Linked DNA regions of Sus scrofa: region 1 is linked to region 2. The links are chromatin contacts, called in public HiChIP or PLAC-seq maps. All regions are on one chromosome and are shown on one strand. Each heading gives the region's core, a stretch centred on a gene start, on an enhancer-like site or on the middle of the called end of the contact. The rest is flanking DNA. Distances are from core to core; before and after follow the strand shown.

Region 1 (2,749 bases), core at 151-2,650, 130 kb before region 2:
ACAACTTCTTCTACTCAGCCACCAGGCTTGAAGCCCCACCTGTGCCCAAATCCATCTCCAGCAACGTTTGTCCAGGCAGGTCTCAGGCCAGATGGACTTGGGCTGACTGAGTGTTCTGGGAGTCAGGCCTTGGGAATCTGGGGGGCAGCCAGTGGCAGCCCTGAAGTCCCATGTGTGCCAGACCACCTTGGCACCAGGATGGCTCACAGTCCCCAAGGTAGGGGCAGTGAGTGGAAGAGCATGCATACTGGGTCAGGATGCTGCAAACACCAGAGCATATGGTCTGGCATGTCTATGAACTCACAACAGCCCACCTCCTAGTGGTTTCCTTCCTGTAACATAACAGTGACAGCTCACGTAGCTGAGCCAGCACCCCTATGAGAATTTTATGCACATTAATTAATTCATCCTCTCAACAATACTACCAGTTCTGTGCTGGAGTTACACCCTCCAGCCAGAGGCCTCACTACTCCTCACCAGGGCCCAGCATCGCAGTGGGGATTGTGGTCCTGAGAATCAAGCAGGAATCTGTGTGGTTAGCCAGGAGGTCCCGGGTGCTACAGGACTGCCACCTGCATGTGAGACCCTGAGCAAATTGCTTCCCCTGTGCCTCAGCGTCCTCCTGTGTGACCTTTCCAGGAGGGGCCGTGGGTTAGTCCCTGAGGGGCAGTGGTCAGTATCCACAGCTGTGGTGGCTGTATTTTTCACCTTTCTTCATAGTTGCCATGGACATGAAGGATGCGTGGCTTCCCAGCCCTGCCAACCAGAGCCGGGTGCCCTCCCTGTCCCGTCACACATTCTTTTGTGTCTCTAGCCTCCCCTGAGCTCAGTAAAATCCTGCCTTCTGATAAAATCTTCATCCACGGAGACACTCGTCTCCCTTCTGGACTGTCCTTTGATGCTGTCAGAGATGAACAGATCCACTCCTCTCCCTGTGACCTCAGGTCCCACTCTTAGCTCTTCAATAATCAAGTCAAAAGTTGTTAAGTGTAACAGACACCCACAGTGTAAAATATGAAAGTCTCAAGAGGAAACTTGAAAAATCAGGTTTCCTCTCTCTCTGTGCCCCTACCATCCAGCCCCCTCCCCTGTGGCTCCAATATTCCCAGTGCCTTGTGTCTGTTTCCAGAAATACTGTATTCTGTCATTGACAAGAATGACTCCTGCATTTATATCATACAGACAGGCTCTCTCCACACAATATTCTTCACCTTGCTTTTAAACAGCTGAAAACAAACAAACAAAAAATCAAATTGAGCAAAGTAGTTCCAAACCAACACTACTTGAAATTTTTTTAATTTTGAAATAGTTTAAGACTCACAAGAAGTTGCAAAAATAGCACAGAGAGTTCCCGTGGACCTTTCCCCTGCTTCCCCTGCTCCCCTCGGTGATGTAATGGTCATGCATTGTCAAAACCAGGAAACTGACATCGGTACAATATCATTAGCTCAAAATCAGACCTTATTTGGATTTCTCCAGTTTTTACATGCAATAATTGTTTTGTTTTCTGGTGCATAGTTCTATGAAATTTTATCACATGAATAGATGTTGTAACCATCAGGATATAGAAGTGTTCCAATTGCCTCAAAGAAATTCCCTCATGTTAACACTTTATAATCACACCCTTTCCCAAGCCGATTCCCTGGTAACCACTGATCTGTTATCACTATATCACTTTGGCAGTGTTATATAAATGGTTATCATATAGTATATACTCTTCTGAGGTTGGCATTTTTTGCTTAGTATAATGCCTTTGAGATCACTTTAATTTGTTGTTTATCAATAATTCATTCCCTTTTATTGCTTTGTAGTATTCCATTTAACTGACACACCTTATCCATTCACGGGTTGAAGGACATTTAGATTGTTTCTGGTCTTTGGTTATGACAAATCAAGCTGATATGAATGTTTTAGACAAGTTTTTACATGAAGCTAAGTCTTCATTTTTCTAGGAGAAATACCCAGAAGTGTAATCGTTGAGTTGCATGGTAAGCTTACGGTTAACTGACTCAGAAACTACCCAAATAGTTTCCAGAGTGCCTTACCTCTTTACATCTCCACCAGACAGGTTTGAGAGTTCCTGTCGCTCTGTGTCCTTATCAGCCTTTGATACTGTTAGCATGTTCTATTTTAGCCACTTTAGTAGGTTTGTAGAGTCTGCTCACAGAACTGTCTTGCATTTCCCCAGTGAATAGCAATTGGAGCATCTTTTCTTGTGCTTATCTCCTGCCCATATATCCTCCTTGGTGAACTATCTGTTCAAAATTTTTGCCCATTTTCTAATTGAATGGTTTGTTTTCTTACTCTTGGGTTTAGAATATTCTCTCTATATTCTAGGTACATTCCTTCTAGGAATACGGGGTTTGCATGTACTTTCTCCCAGTCTGTGGCCTGCCTTTTCATCCTTTTAGCAGAGCCTTTTGCAGAGCACATATCTTTCATTTTGCTGAGGTCCAGTTTATCCTTTTTTTCTTTCTATGGCCCGTGCCTTTGTGTCATGTCTGGACACCTTGCCTTTAACCTACTCTATCTGTAGATTGTTCCACATCAGCATGTAAAGAGCTTCCTCGTTGTTTCTGTGGCTGGGAGGGTACCAGTGTACAAATACAGCATCATTTATTTAACCATCCCCAAGGGGACCTCGCTGTCCAGACTCGTTCTGGGCATTAGTGCCATAGTAACTACCTGAGAGCAGGCAGCATTCTCACTCTATAGCTTCACCTGCCTGCAGGACACATTTCTGGAAGAG
Region 2 (2,700 bases), core at 28-2,527:
CTGTGTGGCTTTGGGCAAGCAACTTCTTCTCTCTGGGCCTCATTCCTTCACCCAGGCCGGTGAGAGGAACCTGAAAGGGCTCCACACTGGGCCTGCCTGGAGCCAGTCGTCAGCGAGCGTCTGCCATCATGCAATGTCGCCTCCTCAGAGGGGCCTCTGACTCTCTGCACCCGTCACCTCCACCTCCTCCTGCTTGGTTGTCCTCTGTGCACTGATCCCAGCTGTAAATATTTATGTGACTGTCTCCCCTCGTGGAATGTCAGCTCCAGGGCTCACCGCCGAGCCCCCAGTCCCCACAGCAGCGCCTGGTACCTAGTAGAGTAGGCTCTCAGTAAATATTTATTCAGTGCTCACCGCTGGCCAGAGCTGCCCTCGCCTGGTCTTATCCTCAAACATCCGAGATGCTCAGCGGGGGGAGCTTGGCCCACAGAACTAGAACTGGACCTAGATACTGCTTTCTGACTCAGTGCCTACTTGGCCAGGGCCTGGGGCACCTCTTTTTGGGGCATGTTGTATGCCCAGCTGGCCTTCCCCTCAGGGCAACACTGGCCATCCTGCCCCAGAGCAGACTGCCCACCCCTTCCTCCCCCGCCCGCCTGCAGGTTTTGTGAGGGGAAGGAGAGGTGGCTGTACACTGGGCCCACATCCTGCCGCCACCCCAGCATTACCCCAGAGGCCAGTTCTTTGTAAAGCCTGCTCACCTTCACCCCGTGTCCTGCAAACCACAGATCAATAAGCACAACCTGCTGTGGTAGGTCCCTGTGCAGAAGCCACCTTGTTCTGGGGTGGCACCAGTGGCGTGGAGTCAGGATCTAGGTACAAATCTTGGCCTTGCCTGGTGGCCATGTGACCTAGGACAGACCCTCCCATTCTCTGAGCCTCAGCTTCCTGATCTTTGAAAGGGGAGGCTCCCTGAGGCTTGGGCAAAATCAGCACTCCTGTAGGCTGAAGGCTGAGCCTGAGCCAGGCAGGGTACCTGTCCTGGAATGGGGGTCTCTGGGGATAGACACAAGACTTCTTGGGGGCGGGGTTGAGGTTATCTCATGGAAGGGGGGGTGGGCCTTGCCTACAGACACTGAACCCAGGAGATAACAAGCCCTGTCCCCAGAGTCATCCTGCTGAAAACAATTCCCCAACAGAACTCACTTTCACTAGAACCACATTACCATCACTCATTGTTTCGACTTTGTTCCTGGCCAAACAATGCCGGGCTTCCTGGCTGACCTCACTGGGGCGAGCCACCAGGACTCGGAGGCCAGGCTGGTCAGCATCTCCAGCCGAGCCTGCCCTGCCCTTGGCTGAGGCTGCCTGGGATGACCCAAGCCCATGATCTGACCAAAGAGGACACACTGGGTGTGTGGCCACATGATGTTGTAGAAACTGGAATTTGTGTATGCGTGTACATCTTAGATTTCAACACCTCTCCAGAAATTGGAGCATCTGCCCCAGTGGCCCCGATCCCAAAGGCAGCCACTGGAGCTGGAGCTGAGAGCTGCCAGCGCCTGGAACCCAGACTCCCTTATGCTGCAGGCCCTTCCCCACTGGACCCTGTCCTTTGCCTGCCAGGTCCCTGGAGGCCTCTGAGCTTGTCATGCTTGAGTTAGCCTGACTTAGGAATAGATAACCAAGAGAGAGGATACAGACCGCATGATTCCATCAAATGATTCAATCTTTTAAATGTGTACCTTTTTATGTAAAAGCATCTTTAAAAAGCCTTTTTTATTACTCAATGAATTTATTACATTTATAGTTGTACAGTGATCATCACAGCCCAATTTTATAGCATTTCCATCCCCCAACCCCAGCGCATCCCCCCACCGCACTAACTGTCTCCTTTGGAAACCATGAGTTTTTCAAAGTCTGGGAGTCAGTATCTGTTCTGCAAAGAAGTTCAGTCTGTCCTTTTTTCAGATTCCACATGTCAGTGAAAGCATTGGATGTTGGTGTCTCATTGTATGGCTGACTTCACTTAGCATGATAATTTCTAGGTCCATCCATGTTGCAAAAAAATGCCGGTATTTCATTCCTTTTAATGGCTGAGTAATATTCCACTGTGTATATGTACCACATCTTCTTGATCCACTCCTCTGCCAGTGGACATTTAGGTTGTTTCCATGTCTTGGCTGTTGAAAATAGTGCTGCAATGAACATTTGAGTACATGTGTCTTTTTGAGTCATGGTTTTCTCTGGGTAGATGCCCAGGAGTGGGATTGCTGGATCAAGTGGTGGGTCTATATTTAGTTTTCTGAGGCATCTCCATACTGCTTTCCACAGTGGTTTCACCAATTTACATTCCCACCAGTGTAATAGGGTTCCTTTTTTCTCCACACCCTCTCCAGCACTTATTGTTTGTACACTTTTGATGATGGCCATTCTGGCTGGTGTAAGGTGGTACCTCATAGTGGTTTTGATTTGCATTTCTCTAATGATGAGTGATGTTGAACATCTTTTCATGTGTTAAAAAACCAAAAGGCCATCTGTATGTCTTTGGAGAGTTGTTTGTTTAGACCTTCTGCCCATTTTCTGATAGGCTTGTTTGTTTTTTTGGTATTGAGTGATAGGAGTTGGTTATAAATTTTGGAGATTAATCCCTTGTCAGTTGATTCATTTGCAAAGATTATCTCCCAGTCTGTGGGTTGTCTTTTTGTATTGTTTAGGGTTTCCTTTGCTGTGCAGAAACTTTTAAGTTTAATTAGGTCC

What was found. HiChIP or PLAC-seq counts read pairs in DNA pulled down with a chosen protein or histone mark.
Region 1: a contact with region 2 is called in an H3K27ac HiChIP or PLAC-seq map of alveolar macrophages. The contact joins two enhancer-like sites. A contact is called at or near these places in 1 of 47 Hi-C or Micro-C datasets (embryonic fibroblasts) and 2 of 2 datasets of contacts at active chromatin or transcription factors (alveolar macrophages and skeletal muscle).

The regions. Positions count from the first base shown.
Region 1 is chr13:70,272,957-70,275,705 of Sscrofa11.1, reverse strand. No RefSeq gene overlaps it. Among named protein-coding and RNA genes, the nearest start is that of LSM3, 74 kb to the left of the region's middle. Within about 2 kb of position 1,400, at least 7 of the 83 cell types and tissues checked have an H3K27ac peak or open chromatin away from gene starts, as enhancers often do. A contact at or near this core is called in alveolar macrophages, where this site is marked.
Region 2 is chr13:70,139,723-70,142,422 of Sscrofa11.1, reverse strand. It overlaps a transcript of SLC6A6 not described here. Among named protein-coding and RNA genes, the nearest start is that of SLC6A6, 7.3 kb to the right of the region's middle. Within about 2 kb of position 1,277, at least 19 of the 83 cell types and tissues checked have an H3K27ac peak or open chromatin away from gene starts, as enhancers often do. A contact at or near this core is called in alveolar macrophages, where this site is marked.